Linked DNA regions of Gadus morhua: region 1 is linked to region 2. A link is a contact called in public Hi-C data. All regions are on one chromosome and are shown on one strand. The core of a region is the stretch at or near the end of the contact, and the rest is flanking DNA. Distances in the headings are between cores, read along the strand shown.

What was found. Hi-C and Micro-C count contacts between places; a contact is called where the count stands out from the background.
Region 1: a contact with region 2 is called in a Hi-C map of blood, with 7 times the contacts expected there. The contact joins the promoter of dnajc3a here to the promoter of LOC115532901 in region 2. A contact is called at or near these places in 3 of 6 Hi-C or Micro-C datasets (blood, gill and heart).

The regions. Positions count from the first base shown.
Region 1 is chr20:2,005,975-2,008,674 of gadMor3.0, reverse strand. It overlaps dnajc3a (DnaJ (Hsp40) homolog, subfamily C, member 3a), which reads left to right and starts at 1,399. Exons shown (of 12, transcript XM_030342656.1): 1 at 1,399-1,674; 2 at 2,173-2,283. The coding sequence starts at 1,596. LOC115532776 (claudin-10) reads left to right here. Exons shown (of 5, transcript XM_030342657.1): 4 at 149-256; 5 at 733-1,071. The coding sequence ends at 937. LOC115532780 (a long non-coding RNA gene) reads right to left here and starts at 1,349. Exons shown (of 3, transcript XR_003974117.1): 1 at 1,198-1,349; 2 at 806-927.
Region 2 is chr20:1,865,902-1,868,601 of gadMor3.0, reverse strand. LOC115532901 (muscleblind-like protein 2a) reads left to right here and starts at 1,364. Exons shown (of 12, transcript XM_030342929.1): 1 at 1,364-1,501.

The DNA.
Region 1 (2,700 bases), core at 150-2,649, 140 kb before region 2:
TCTATATGATAACGATACCAGGCATCAAACAACTTACATTTAGAGACTGCCTTAGTCATCGTGGTCAACACGTTGTCGTTTTAAAAAGGTGCAACAGGTGCGTGTTGAATGTTTAACACCTCGGCCCGCTGGTACAACCCCCCTGCAGGTTTGAGATCGGAGTGGGCGTGTTCATCGGCTGGGCAGGCTCCACCCTATTGGTCGTCGGAGGTCTGCTGATCAGCATCTTCTCTGGGATGGAGGGATGCCAGTCGAGGTACAGTGAAGGCCCACAGTCGAACACATGGCTCCTCTCGTTCAACCCGTAGACTAGTTCATGTTATCAGCGTTATGAGCTGGCAGTGTAGGTTATAAGAGTACACAGTTGCTCAAGTATTTCTAAAGTTCAGATTACAAGGGCACATATCTTCTGGTGTCTACACGTCCTTTAGACTCAAACTGTTCTTCAATCTTTCTTTGTTTTATAGCACCTAAGGAATAGTTACCAGCCCCTACAGCTCACTCCTGTTATTGTTTAGTCGCTGGTCAGGTCCTATTTCCAAAGTGTTATACAATATCGGCAAAGGTGTCTGCTCTATCTCCCCTTCCCTTATACTGACGAGGACTGAAGCATTACCTAAACCTTTGCCTCAATCGTACCTTCCCTCATATCTCAGTGTATTCAACCTGGATAGATAAAGGTTTCGTTCAGCCCAGAACGGTACGTCTAACACCAACTACACCCCCATACAGCTCCAAGGCCAAAGGTGTCCCTGACTACAGCGTCCCTGTGGACTACAGAGCTATCTCGGGCAAGGGGACCTACATCTCGTCTATAGGCTCAGCGGGGGACCTGGGGGGGAAGTCCTCCCAGGGTAGCAGTGAAGGAGGCAGGGCCAGCAAAGCCTCCTCTGTTACCAGGAGCAGCAAGACGTACTCCTCCAACGCCTATGTGTGACCAGGAGATGAACACAATGTTAAAGTTTGTTTTAGATTGTATTCCGTTGCCTGTGTATTTATTGTATATATCCTGCTCTGTTTTTAGATATCGGCGAATAAAAGTCAAGTAAATAATAAAGAATGTTACTATTATTATTGATGTTGTGTGTACTTATGTATATTAGCCATTGTGTAAAGCCTACTTCGATCCTGCAATCCTACCAATAAAATAATGCCATGTGTAGAATACACTATGATGACATATTACATCATACTTACTACAGCTGTCTTTTCCGGTAGCGATTCTTATTAAATTTCTCTCGAATCCCCTGTGGAGGAAACTATCTTTGTTTATTCAAGTTAATTTGCATCGAAACAACCCAGTGATGTGGCCCCCGTTCTGACAGGGCTGTCGTGGCCCCTCTCCGTTGATCCACGCCTGGGGGGCGGGGCCTCCCGATCGCTCAGCCAATCGGCGCCCCCCACGACCGGCCGTGTGCATTGTGTTGGGTCTTCGATGTCTTGCATAGGGAAGTGGTGCTACCTCAAACCGCTGTAGCTGTCACCCCATGTCACTGTCAGGATCGTTCCTAACCCCAGTTCAACAAGGTGAAAGCTGTGATTAAAGAAGACGAAAAAGAGCAGGAGGAGGAAGAAGAAGAAGGAGATTCTGAATCATGGTCTCCATGAGCTCTATGCAGCACATTCTGACCTACATCCCCTACGCTCTGGTGCTGATCGACCTCCGCTATGAAGGTAGGTGAAGCTTGGTTCTCTGTTGACCCTCTCTGCCTTGGCTCGTTTGGGAAGTTACACTTTGTGTATTTGGGTTTGGATCGTGGTCCCTGTGTTTCAGACCGTCCTGTCTGAACTTGGGGAGCAGCAGGAGACGTGCTAACTCAGGCTAACTCCAGCTAACTCCAGCTAGCTCGCTGTCAGGGTTTCTGCCAGCAGGAAAAATGCTTTTGCTTCTTGGTTTGGAGAACATAGTCTCTTATCCAGGGCTACATTCTCGATGTGTTCTGCTTATTTCTAGGTAGATACGGAATACAGACTTACTGAAGAGGACCTGAGGTCCTGAGGTAGCCGGGTGGATCATTAAACACAAGGCGTACTTCCACTTTCACCTGCTGTTGTGTTGTTGTTCAGTGGTCGGTCGAGTATTACTTTTCAGCTTTGAAGCCAAGGGTGGATCACAAGGGTTCCCTGTGCATCTGACTCAAGTCCTGCTTCTCACTGCTGTTTGTCCCCCAGGAGTGAACTGTGACACGGACGGGAGTGTGGAGAGTCACCTGGCGATGGGGAAGAAGCTCCTGGCGGCGGGACAGCTGGCTGATGCTCTCTCACACTTCCACGCTGCTGTTGGTAAGGGACAACATGCCACCACTCACCTGTTATGAACACTTTAATAGGGCTGGTACAGCAGAATGCATGTCTGGGCGGTACTCATACATATTGATAGGACTCCAGAGAATTGTCCTACCGTTACATCCTTATGTAAAGATGAATAAACTGTAACATGGGCTAGTGAAAGCTTGGTTGTGCCATGTCTTAGATGAAGATTGTACTGGAAATGCTGGGGTAGTTTAAACATCAAGAGTCCCCTAAATAACGGATTATTTCACGGATAAATAAAGAAAGACAGAAAAACCATGACTAAATACATTAAGACTTTCTCTTCTAACATTTGCCCAATGCTCCTATGCTTCCAAAATGGAAACGGTCATTGCAATGTCATGTTGCGGTGTAAAAGCCCTATATGGATACATGCGTCTGTGTGTA
Region 2 (2,700 bases), core at 115-2,614:
GCCGAGGTTTTGTGCGGTCGGATGTGCGGATGACAGTGTATTTCCCAACAGCCATTAATTCTGCCCCTCACGACTGATGGCTGTCCTCCACGACATGTCACCCTGGAGCTAATACTGCTAAGCGGACCTGTTCCGAGGCGAGCCCCGGACGAGCCGCTGGGGCTACATGCTATGTGGTGTCACTGTGCTGGATCATGGTCTTTGCAGAGCTAGCTTTCGTGTTTCTGGAGGTTTTTAAAAAAGGCCTGCTGGTCCGATTTTGTGTTGTCATGGCTGTTGGGAAACGCAGCGCTGGCCTCGGCTGGAGGGAGTTAGACCTGATGTTAGACACGATGTTAGACATGATGTTAGACACGATGCATGGGCTGGTTCTGCTGCGGTCACAAGTTCGGTTTGGTCTGCACACTGGTGGTCTGATAATGTGTTATCTGTTTTAAAAAAGGCCAGGCCACATGGGGACACGGCTCAACTAAGTAAACACATATTCTGCAGCCAAACTGCTGTACGGCGATTATAATACATAAATAAATGTTGACAGAAAATTGACCTAGAAAAAAATCAATTACACAGATGTGTCATCCGTGCAGGAACATATGTAGGGCATGCGAGAGCGATCATGATTGGGTTGTGAAAGTGGTGCAATAGTTGTATCTAATTGTAAAAGGACTACATTCTGATATGTACTAATACATAGACTCGGATCCAATAAGAAACATCAGCTTTAATGTTCACCATATCATTGTAATTCATATGCCATCTGCTTCTTTCTCAAGGTCTGAGTCTAGAATATTCCACTGTTACTGATGTATTTCTGCTCTTAAGGGATGCACACTTAAACATTATTAGATCATCTGATAATCCCAACTACACCTGACATAATTCCTTATCTCTTTAAAAGAGTGGCCAGCAAGCAGAATGTTGGATTTAATATGCAATCTCCAACGGATAACGAAAACTGAGCTAAACTGTCCGTCAGACAAGGAGACCTGGAGTCTGTTGAATTCAGATGTCAATTCGGTTAACAGCTTAATGGAAAATTGAATTCAGTTGAACCCAAAAAGTGAAAGGTAACTGATATGCCCCCTAAGTAGGTACAGATCATATTACTTACTTTCAGATTCTTGTTGGAATGTGTAGAGGCTAATTATATATTTGCTCAAACCAACACATTTGTTCAAACCGAGGTGCAATCATTAAGTATGATTGTAATGATAACGTTCCACTAAGCCTATACTCAAAAGACCTTACATGTTAAGGTTCAGTTAGGACAGGCTGCTGAAAGACTGTCAGTGTGGAATGGTCTCCCAGATTTGCAGTGTCTGCCTCTGATTCCTATTGGCCGGCTCCAGACGTGGGAGGGCCTTAAGGGAGGCGGGCAGACAGGCAGGAAGGGGTCGGCTGGAAATGTTTCTGCCTATGGTTTCTGCTAGACAGTTGAGCAGACACTACTTTTCCTTTACGGTCCGTGGAACTAAGCCGTTGTGGGGGCAGTGGGAATAAGGTAAATATGCTCTTGTTTGGATCAACGGCGTACTGGGAAAGGACTGGGTAACTACCCACAACACGTTGGCTGAGATTCCAGAGGAACGTGCAGCATTTGAGTGGGTAGTTTCCCTTGCTCCGTTTCCTGACTTGTGCCCAAAGGAATTTGCTTTATAATGCTTTTAAATACCATGCCTTAAAAGCTGAGAGGAGGTTATGGCTCTGGACGTATGTTAAGTGGAGGGGGGAGTGGACGCAGGGTTCGAGTTGCTGAAGGTCCTAAGTTAAAGAGTTCTCCTTTTGTATGAGCGCTTTCATTTTGGAGAAGTGCACTCTTTTTTTTTCTTTCTGCTTGCGCTGCGACTTCCTGTGTGTTCCAATACTAAGTGTGTGTGTCCTGTTCCCAGGTCACCCGAGTCCATACTCTTAGCAGTGATTCCCTTGTTTGGTAGGCATGGGCTATATAGACTCGGTAGATACTGGTCGCTTAACCATTAAGCAGGGGGTGAGCTTGTGGAACCAACATGTGGTATTGACATGATCTTTCTATTGCATACGTTATTCACGTGAGAAAGCACACATTAGAGCCCTTTACTCTACGTGTGTATAGGGTGGCTTCTTGTGTTGTCTGACATGTTTAAATACCAACATGGTGGTTCTGTTTGAATATTTAATACATTCTTACTCTTAAACAATGCGTTTATACAATGTATTCTCCCGTTTTCGTGCCATGCTGAGATTCAATCTGAATGAGAGGCATGTCACGAGTGTATTCCTCTGCCATGGCACAGTAAAGGTGACCCAGTTAAATTGAGTCCATCAGAGATGTTCCAGAGCGAAATGTAGGCTAATCAACTACCCAATCCAACCCTGTACGGTGGCGGCGGGGCCGATGCGGCCAGTTCACAGCCATGAAGAGACTCTGATGGCCGTGTTTCTTTGACGAAAAGCAGTGAATGCGACTACAGGCGTATTTAGATTGGCTTTTGAACGGACAGCGGAGTCATTTCGTAATTTCAACCATGCACCTTTCGTAGCGTAAAGGCCATTGGGCTTATCCTGCAACCACTTCCCTTTCGAAACTCTTTACAATAAACGGATCATCTGTTGCCTGATGGGCTCTTTGATGACATTGTTCTTTGCTTCCTGTTATACCCAGACCCACTGCTGTAGCCGCTACCAGCCCCGAGCCCCTTATCTGGCCCACAGAGGAGTGTT